2 separate regions of the Arachis hypogaea genome follow, and region 1 is linked to region 2. Evidence: chromatin contacts called from public Hi-C data. All regions are on one chromosome and are shown on one strand. Each heading gives the region's core, a stretch centred on a gene start, on an enhancer-like site or on the middle of the called end of the contact. The rest is flanking DNA. Distances are from core to core; before and after follow the strand shown. Region 1 holds the start of LOC112798307 (protein REBELOTE). Region 2 holds the start of LOC112798246 (ankyrin repeat domain-containing protein EMB506, chloroplastic).

What was found. A called contact is a pair of places that touch in the nucleus more often than the background predicts.
Region 1: a contact with region 2 is called in a Hi-C map of leaf, with 2.9 times the contacts expected there. The contact joins the promoter of LOC112798307 here to the promoter of LOC112798246 in region 2. A contact is called at or near these places in 2 of 8 Hi-C or Micro-C datasets (both in leaf).

What each region holds. Positions count from the first base shown.
Region 1 is chr1:13,987,677-13,992,881 of arahy.Tifrunner.gnm2.J5K5, forward strand. It overlaps LOC112798307 (protein REBELOTE), which reads left to right and starts at 3,469. Exons shown (of 14, transcript XM_025841603.3): 1 at 3,469-3,953.
Region 2 is chr1:13,709,958-13,715,480 of arahy.Tifrunner.gnm2.J5K5, forward strand. LOC112798246 (ankyrin repeat domain-containing protein EMB506, chloroplastic) reads left to right here and starts at 3,421. Exons shown (of 8, transcript XM_025841501.3): 1 at 3,421-3,836.

The sequences.
Region 1 (5,205 bases), core at 2,219-4,718, 280 kb after region 2:
ACGTTAGCCGATTTTCTCGTATAACCCCAGGCAACACAATTAAGCAAGCTCACAAGCCTCCAACACCCAAAATCTTGCAACCAATACCAATTTCAAGCCTCCAATTTCCACAAATATGCTCCAATTCTTATACATATATCACCTAATTCACATTACCATATTTATATACCAAATTTCAATACCCAAACACACATAAACAAGAAATTGACTAGGGTTGATGATCCTTACCTTGTATGTACCTCAATTTAGCAAAAGCCTGCTAATTTCTCAAGTCAATTTGATCCTAAAATATCAAATTAACCAAAATCTCAATACCCTAAAACCATGATATTTTCAAACTAAAGAAGAGAGAATAGGAACTAGGAATGTGATTTCCTCACCTTATAACGTATTGAGATTTGTAGAGCTCGTCACTGCGAACGCGTGGCCAAAAACGGTGCAGCGATCGGAGCTCAGAGTGAGAAGATATGGGGATTTGAATGAAATCCAAGGGTTTGTGAAAGTTGGGAATGTTCTTCCCACTTGGCTGAGCATTCTGCGTTCTTTGCATGCAAGGGAAGGAGAATAAGTTGAAGCTCATTTAATTTGATGGGTTGGTTGGGTTCATGGGTTCGATTTGGGTCCGGTTCGACCAGTTTGATCCGTTCAGTCCAATTTTGGGCCAAATTCTTTAAAATTAGTGTCAAAATTCTTATTTTAATTAGCTCTATCTTATTAAACTATACAATTTACGTTTCTAATTTATTTTATTAAAAATTAATTTATTGACTAATTATTCATTAATTTTACGGGATTTACATGCAAAGGGTGGCATCTCTCAAGTATAACATGAGTATTCTAAACCTAAAGATCTATTACTTGTTTAATAACTAATTATCTATTAACTAAGTTACTGATTTTTTTTATAGGGTACCTTGTTGCCATGCTATAGCAGCCATTGCAGCCATGAACAGAAGACAAGAGAATTATGTCCATGAATGAGTCACCACGGGTTCCTACAATAAGACCTATGAATATCACATCAACCCATTAAGGGGTGAAGATATGTGGGAGATGGCAGAAGGGACACCCTGCTTGCCTCCCTTAACAAGAAAATCACTTGGAAGACCTAAAATTTATAAAAGGAGAAAAATTCAAGTGAAGGCACCTTTGGAGAAAGCCAAGAGAAGAAAGCAACCAAACTAAAGAGGACATATGGTAAATTTATATGTGGAACTTGTGAGGATGTTGGTCACACCACAAGAAGCTATGCTCTAATAAAGAGGCTGAAGGTAGAAGAAGCAGCAGCAACTACTCAACAGGAAGATAATGCTACTGGTGATTAAAAAAGTGCTGCACCTGAGAAAAACCAAGGCAATGATTTAGGCAACCAAGAAGGGCCTGATGAGGTTGAACTCTCCCAAAATGTCACTTAGTCATAAGACTTCTCTTAGGATCAAACTAATAAAGAGGTAACCTCTACTAATCTAAAAATCTAAATTATAACTAGTTTGACTTGTATTATGTATATTGATAAAATTTGGTTTTGTGGAAACATAGTTCCGTACAATGAATGACCAGCCAAAGTGGCAACTTCGTAGAAGGAACAAATTGCTAATTGTTAAAGCGCAATGAGGATGCTGCATCGGATGCTCCACCACCAAGTTTAGTTTTAGTGGAGACAATTCAAAGAGCAAGTGCTGCAACTACTAAAAAATGGCAAGACCGATGAAGTTTGTACCAACTCTTGGGTTTAAGTCACCTCAAAAGAACACATGATGTTTAAAGTTATAGAAGTTAGACCAAACTAGGCATTGGAGATTTTTTTGGGTTAACCATGTTATTGTAAATTGATCTGTCCTTGTTTTGTCATTGGTATTGCCTAGCTAGTTGGAACTCTTCTATTTAAGTGTCTTGTTTGAATACTATATTTTGATGTTTATCTTTATGTTGTGTGCTTTAGCACATATAACATTTATGTTATGTTATATAATTACTGTTTGAAATCTGAATTTGGGATTACTAGGTTTGGATATATCTATCTTTTATCATGTTAATGTTGTTAATAATGTATGTGGCAAAATTATGTTTGGTGCTAAGAAATACACATACTCAAAATGAATGAAAGTTCTTGTTTCAATATTGCATTTCAATTTCATGATTGCATAACACAGTATCTTATATTAGCTGATACATAACAAAATTCGGGATCCTAAAGTTCTATTATCTATTGTTTGTTTACTAAAAAGCTAACCAAACAAGCAACTAGACCAATAGTGATAGTCACTGCAAAAACACTATAACCATCATCATCATCTTTAGTGACCTAATATCATTCTTCAAATTTTTTAGCCTCCACTTAAACTCATTCACCACTTTTTGTTGAAATTGACCAACATTTTGTTGTTCATCTTATCCATCAGTCCAACGAAAAAAATTACAATGGCTTCCAAACTGCAAAGAGAAGAAATAAATGCTAAAATCGGCTTTCCTCAATGTATGAAACATGAAATTTCTTGGACAAACTACTAACCTCATAATTATGATACCCATGACATGGTCTTTTTGGATTTTCTGGTGTTTTAAAAAACTTGATTATTGCTTGCAAACCGTAGTTGCAAAATACTACATTCTTGGCAGCGATTTTGGGTCGAATGCCTTTCCTCCCACTTGAGTAGTTTCTATCTGAGCTTCTTTGACTTGTATCTCCACCATCCATCATTATTCAACAACTATGCGAAGATGATTTTCAGATTCGAGATCTCTTAGACAAAGAGAAGAAAAGAACGAAGATGATCTCAAATTTAGGGATTTAAGGTTTTAAATTTCATGATGGGATTAATTTGAGCACAAACAATTAATTTAGAAAACCATTTTTACATGTTGTAGTGTCTACGTCACACTACCTATTAGGCAGCCAGCATGGCAGTTAACATCCCACATTAGTGTCTCATTAATGTCAATTTACTGAAGGACTAACGAAGAATAACATTGTGTAATTTTAGAAACTTATTTGGTAATTTTTTAAAGTCAAGAGTATAATTGAAGTACGATTGAAAATTCAGGGACCAAACATGACATTTCATCCGAAGGAAAAAACCAAATATGTATCGACAAATGAAAAAGACAAAGTCTCACGTAAAAAGATATATCAGTTAAGCTAATCATATATGTATGAATCGTTGCATGACATGGAGGAGGCAATGATTGGTGAGGATGCATAAATAGTGGCATCATGACAGCGATGAACTCCATTAATTGCAGACTATTTTTTAGAAGAATTGTATAGGATATGATATGAAAATGACTATTGTGTGATCCTGAATTTGTATGTGAATTTTAATTTAGTCTCTAAAATTTTAATTGTCTCTATTTATGGTCCGGTTGCCTCCTGAAACGGTCTCTCAAAAAACCGGAGAAGAATTATCGATCCGGCCGGTTGAATCGGACCGTGAACTGACCGGTTTTAAAGAAAGGGCGTCGTTTTTTTTGGAAAATTTAGCTTACTTCACTCTTGGTTCTGAAGCTCCTTCGTTTCTTTCTCCCTTTCTCCCTCCCTTTCTTTCATTCGCAGAAACTCGGCCAAAAAACCCTAGCACTGTAAGCCTACACCGCCGCAAGGAGTGGCATACTGCCGCCGTCCGTCTTTCTATCTAGCTTCCCTCGTGCTCCAAATCTTCAATCCCTGTTCACTGTCACCGATCGCAGCTGCTTCCTCGAGCTCGGCGTCCGTCGTCTTTGTCTGCCCAGCCGCGCTTCCGCCGCCGTTTGTTTGCCATTCACGTTCGCGTCTTCGTTCGCGTTCTTCGCCGTTCAAGTTTGCTCGGCGTTCACCGTTCGCGTTCACTCGCCGTTCACCGTTCACCGTTCGGGTTCGCATTCGCGTTCGTCTGGAAGCCACGTTGCTCTGCTTCAAACTCTGCCCAACCCGCGCACTCCACCTAGCCGTCGAACTGCTCTCTTTTGTCGCCGCCGTGAGTTCCCTAAACCCGCCACCAGACAATCCAGTCACACAACACCAATACTCTGCTTCAAACTCTGCAACTTCTTCTCTATCACATTGATATTAAGCTTTGAATTCTCTTATTTCGTTTTAAGTTTACCGCACTCAACACGTTTGATGAAATGCTTTAACCATATTTCGGGTTGGTTTATCATTTCTAGCTTTTAGAAACTTAGTAAGTTGATTGCATGTGAAATTAGAATAATTGGATCTTAGTAATTAGGAAATTTTAGCTGCACAAATAGCATCTTTGTAGAAAACATATTAGCATGATGATTCCACTTGCATTAGTGTTCTTCGGGTAAATTTTAACTGTTAGTGTGAACTTGTTAATTTGCTAATTGTTAGGTTTCTACGATTTAATTTGTTGGATTTTCTATTTAGGTCTTGTTCTTGTTTATTTGCTAAATTGTTGTTGTGTATTTATTGTTGTCTTTGAGATTCTTGCTGGATATTGGTGATGATTGATTTATTGTATGCTTCATGTTTTCATTGTTTTCTTCTTCTGAAGGGAAAAAAAACTGTTTTCATTGTTTTGTTGATTGTTTGTTTTGTTTCAGAAATCAATTTTTTGTGATCAATGCTCAAACTCTAAATGCTGTTCTGCTGGTTTTGTTGTGTGTGTGTTTTGTTTCAGAAATCAATTTTTTGTTATCAATGCTCAAATTCTGAATGTTGTTCTTCTGTTTTTGTTTTGTTTCATAAATCAATATTTTGTGATCAATGCTCAAACTCTGAATGTTGTTCTGCTGTTTTTGTCTTGTTTCAGAAATCAATTTTTTGTGATCAATGCTCATACTCTGAATGTTGTTTTGTTTTGTTTTAAGGCTGTGTTTGGAAGAGGTGATTGATTTCTGAGTGTTGTTTTGTTTTTGTTTTAAAGCTGTGTATTGTGTTCAATTTTCATTTTGCAGGAAATTTTTTGAGGTATATAAGAATTAAGAAGAAAGATTATTTCAACGGTATTATTCTGTTGATTCTGGTCTGCTACAAGCTTGAACATAGAATTGAAGAGAGAAACCCTTTATTATTTCATTGGCCTATTTTTGGCATTGCATATCATTGTAGTTTGTTTATTCATAGAACTAGTTGTTTATGATCCCCTTTTGAAGTAAAAAAACGCAGTAGAAGAGTGTTTAGATCCAGTTGCTTTATTCATTGAATTTTTATAGAATCAGGCGTTTATTATAAAACGGTTTTTCCGGTTGAACTATGGTTGAACC
Region 2 (5,523 bases), core at 2,171-4,670:
GGTGTCATTAAGTTATTGAAAAAAGTTTTTTTTAGCGTGTTTAACAAAATTTTAATAGTAAAAATAAAAGTACTAGAAAAATAAAAAAATCTTTTTTAGAAATCATCATTTACATCTTTTTTTAAAAAGATTTAATTTGAAATTTTTTTAACATAATAAATAAAAAATAATTTTATATAGTTATACCCAAACATAATTAATAAATAAAAAATATTTTTATATGAGATATTCAAATATAAAAAATATTTTTACTTTTCTAAAAGACTTTTTAAAAAAAGATAACTCGAAAAATTATCTTTTTTAAAAAACTCATCCAAATAAGCTCTTAATCAAATATCTCAAATTATTTTAACAATTTTTAATTAACAACTTTACATAGACTACATCAAAATTTTTAGAAGAGAAAGTATAGGGAATAACGTTTCTTCTAAATAACGTAAATAATAGTTAAAAAGAGACAAATTAATTTTAATTTTTAAAATTATTTTTTAAGTTAATTAGATTTAATCATAATTTTAATTTTTGATTTTTCTTCAAATGATGTCACCTTCCGTCTCTTCGCATCGTCCTCCCGTTTCCTCTAACCGCTTGCTATTCATACCTCCGCTGCTAGATATCCACGATGTGCCGCCGACCCACCTACACAGATCTCCTCCGCCACCGGAAGGAGAGCCGTCGCAAGGTGCCCGTCCGTCCACGAGAACTCAAAACATCATCATCTGCATCTGCATCACCCGCCAGAACTTGCATCACCCCCAGAACTCAGAAAACCACCACCTCCCACCCACTACCACTCTATCACTATCTGCATCACCCTACCCAGAATTCAGAAAATCATCATCATTATCATCAAAACTCAGAAAGCAGAACTCAGAACTCAGAAAAATAAGAAAATCATCCTCATCTTCATCGAAACTAAGAAACATTAACAAAACTCAGAACTAAAATTCTTCCTTTTTCATTAACAAAACTCAGATGCAATTACAATAATAAAAAATCTCCAAATTCATCTTCAATTACAAGAACCAAAAATCCATAAATATAATTACCAAAAATTTCTCTAGAGGACGTTGCTGGAGGACGTGAGGAACACGAGGGCGCGGGCCAAACGCGTCACGGCGAGGTGAGGGTGGGTTGTGGTGAGACGAAGGCAACAGCGAGGCGAGGACCGAATGATGAGGTGCAGGAGTGGTGGCGGCAAGGGGCAGCGGAGGTGGCCCTTCCCCTTCCCTTCCCCCTCTTCTTCCTGAACCCAAACCCACCCCCCAAAGCGTGATACCCTTCCCCATTAACCCGTTTTCTTTTTCTTTTTATTATTTTTATTTTTTTAAGTTAGGGGTATTTTCGGAATAAAAATAAAAAATTTGATAAAAAAGAAGATTTTAAAACTAAGTTAAACCTTCGAGACTATTTTATAGGCAAAAAAGGCTGGGAACGAAAAAAATTTTCAGCTCCTACTTTAGGGACCAAAATTGTACTTAACCTTTCATTTTACTATGTATGCGGATGGTTCTTTTCATTCTAAAGTGGATGTTTATTTGAGTATACCATTGATATTTTTCTTGATTTATTTGATTCTGCATACACATGCTCTGCAGGTTTCTTTTGTTATGTGGTTTGGATTAGATTTAATTTAATTTTGCTTGAATTCAAGTTGGGTTTGCGTTACACCATTTAGACATGGAGCACGGATGGCATTTTGGTCAACTTGTTAGTTATTTCTTATCAACTAAGGTGGATGTTCATTTTACTATGTATACGGATGGTTCTTTTCACTAAGATATAGATGTTTATTTGAAGCATACCATTTTGGTGAACAAAGCAAAGCGGCATGCAATGGAAGTGGCGAAGACACGACGTAGTGGCGTGGAAGTAAGGGTAGAGGTGCATCGTTGGAGTAGCGGTAGGGCTTCGAAATGGGCAGAGCAGCGGTACACAAAGGATGGAGAGAAGACACGACTACACGGAGGTGACACATTAGCAATGGTGCGGCGACCGAGCAATAGGAGAACTGGGATTCTCCTCGGCGGGCTAGTGACAACGGATGATAGCAGCATTGAGAAGCTTCGTTTTTGGCTATAGGGAAGGTGGCGGTGAAAAAATTGGATTGATATTAGGGGCAAGTTAAAATAGGGTTTAGGTTAGGAAAGAAGGTAAAATAGAAAAGTGAAATTGGAAACACGATGGGGTAATTACATTGGATGTTATTTTCGTGTTTAGTGGGTGTAGGATGTATCTCATTATTCACGTTGTTTACAATTCCTGTTGTCTACCTAGCGGAATATTATTTTCACAAATAGCTTTTCATGTATTAATTGGGCAACAAAGCGATTAAACTTCTATGTAGGGGTGTTCAAGACCCGGGTTAGTCCAAAATCCGACCCAGATCTAAGGCATATTTTGCTGTTCATACTTAATGTTATTTTCGGGTCGGGTTCGGAATTATGTTTTGAGTCGCCTGGTCTGAAGTTATTTTTTACAATAAAAATATATTTTAGAGTAAAGATATTAAGATAGTAATGTCATATTATACTTTTATATTTTAATTTATACTTTTTATATTATACGGTATTATTTTTTTAAAATAATTTATTTTAAATTTAATTTTAAAAATAAATTTTATTACTTTATTATATGAAATTTATAAATTTATATACTAATTTAATATCGGGTAGATTTCGATTTAACTTGATTTATTTCGGATCACTTTCATATCGAGTCAAAATAGATCTAGTAGCTTTTAGGACCGGGTCCAAATCTACTCGATTTGGCCCAGTCCAACTTAGGAACACAGATCTATGGTTGCAAGAAAATTGGGATGCCAAATTGCTTTTGTACCTATGATGCACGAGCACTGTTACGGACACGCGCGAAAACATGAATTTTAAAATTTTATAAGTCACGGAGACACGACATATATATAAAATATAAAGTATTTTTTAGATAAATTATAATGATATTTTGATATTAAAATATAAAATAATTTTTTAATTATTTTAAATATCTTTTTCAATTATTAAAAATATTAAAAATATTTTTTATTTTAATAAATAATAATAAATATTATTTCTAAACTCATTTCAAGAAGACATGTTAAGAATAAGGTTAGACACGCTGATATGTGATGGTATTTAGACATGTCTAAGTGTGTCCGAGAAAGAATTTTTTATTTGAAATGTGTCCGACACACAGACACGATAACACAGCAAAGTGTCCGTACTTCATAGATAAGAACGCTATTCTCTCTAATGTCTTGGAAACCGAGTCAGACCAACCGGTTCGATCGGACTAATTAAAAATTGGTCACTTAACCAATTTGATTAAGGTATAAAAGCGCCTTGTAAAAACCGGTCAGAGAACTGACCGTCGGGATCGGCCGGGTTTTTTCATGGTCTCCGGTTCGGTGCATCAATGGAAAACGACGGAAGAAGAACGAAGAAATACCCATCCCCTTTCTCTCACTCTCTGAAACCTAATCCTAAGCCCAGCCAGCCACCGTCACCGTCCCTCATCGCCGAACTCTTCTCCTCCAGTATAGGGTGCTGGCGGGACAAAGCGTGGGTGCCGTCTCACTCTTCTCATCGCAGAACTCTTCGTAGTTCTCATCGCTCCTCTTCTCGTCGCCGTCGCACGAGGACGCGTTATCCGGTGGCGTCGCCGTCGCGAAGGTTGATTGGTCAGTCATCGTCTTTTCGAGCGCTCTCTCTCTGTGTGTCTGAGGCCAGCATCCCTCCTCGAGCATTCTGTTGCTCTCTGTCCGAGCTCACTTCCCCTTCTCCGTTGCCGTCACTTCCCATTCCTCCATCGCTGTCACTTGCCTTCCTCCTTCACCGCCAGTAAGCACTGCTGCTTCAATTTATTTTTGCTTGTTTTGTATTTTGTTTGGTTTTCCGATTTCTGATTGAGTTTGTTAATTTTGGCTTATTTTGAGTTACTGAATTTCTGAGTTTGTAAGCCTCCATCCCTCCACTGCTTCTTCAGTTTCATTTTTGGGAGTTAATTGCTGTCTTTCTAGGTTAATTGTTGTTTTCAGAGTTAATTTTCTTCGTTGTTCATTGTTATTAACAGGGCTGGATTGTTGTTATTTTGTTAATTATTGATAATTTTCTGAGTTATTTTTGTGCTATTGTTCTAATTCTGAGTTAATTTATTAGTTGTTGGCTTGTTCGTGAGTAAAATTAGTTAAACTTAAAAACTTGTTTGTTATTGTTGTTTCTTCTGGTGGCGGATAAGTGTTATCCTTTATGTGCTTCACTGCATTGTTAAGTTTTGTTATATTGATTCTGATTTCTGAGTTGGTTACTGAATTTTCTGATTCTGACTTGTTGATGGTGCTTTGCTTGGAATGAGTGTGTCCATATGTAATTGAGATACTTGTGCTCTTCAATTGGATCCGGCTCTGATTGATGCGGGAAGAAGAGTTTTCAGTTGAAATCCCGGATGAGAAAACTGATAAGCTTGTTTGCTGCGCCAATGTTGCAAAATACATAGCCTCATCTAAAGCCAACCAGAAAATTGTTGAAAAGCCCTGAAATTTCACTCTGTTAATTTCTTGGGGATGTGGCATTCTAAGTTATATGAACCAGTGTTAAGTTTGCTTAGTAGCATATATGACTTAATGTTAGTTTCCTTAATAGTGTACTTTATATGGTAATGCCTTAATTAGTCTGAAGAATACCAAATAATTGATCTTAGCTAATATTGAACACTGTGTTAGTTTACTTTATGATGATTATGATTTGTGATCAGGAGCATATATGTGCATTTTGATTTTTTTTAATTATAAACTTTGATGTTTGAAGTTGTTTGTGAACTTCTAATGATAAATTATAGATAATTTATTATGTAAAATTGTGAAATTTTGAATTTTATTAGTTTACAATTCATTGAATTTAAATATTTGAAATTATATAAAATTTTTAATAATTTTATTTTATATTTAATTAAACCCGTTGAACTCCTGTTGAACTACTAAACCATTAAACCAGTCACTTCACCGGTTCATTGACGGGTTCGGTTCTCACAACCTTGATTCTCTCTCACTCTTGTTCTCTCTGCTTTCTAGCTTTTGCTTGAGGAAGCACTAACGGATTCCGGCCACAGCATTGCCGGAGGTGGTCCTCTTCCTCCGCTCTTGGTTCGTCTTCCAACTTTTATCATTTTGTTCGATAAATGTTTTATCTTTTTTTCTTTTCTGTGTTCATTGTATTTTCTTCTTCTGATTGATGAATCGCTCCTTCTTCTTCTTAACCTTTGTTAAAGTTTTAATTTTACCCTTGAAGTTTAAACTGTTTCAATTTCATTTGCGCAATCCTTCAAATTGATTCTTGAGTCCTCTATATGATACACATTTCTAGTTTCTATGGCAACTAATGGCAATATAGGCAGAATATTAAGCACTGGTGGGATTCTACGCTGCGTGATATTCTTGGAGTTCAAGAATGCATATCTAAGCTAAGCAGGATTTTACATGAATTAAAAGATATTATGGATGGGTTCAAAAGAAGACACGTGTATGCATAA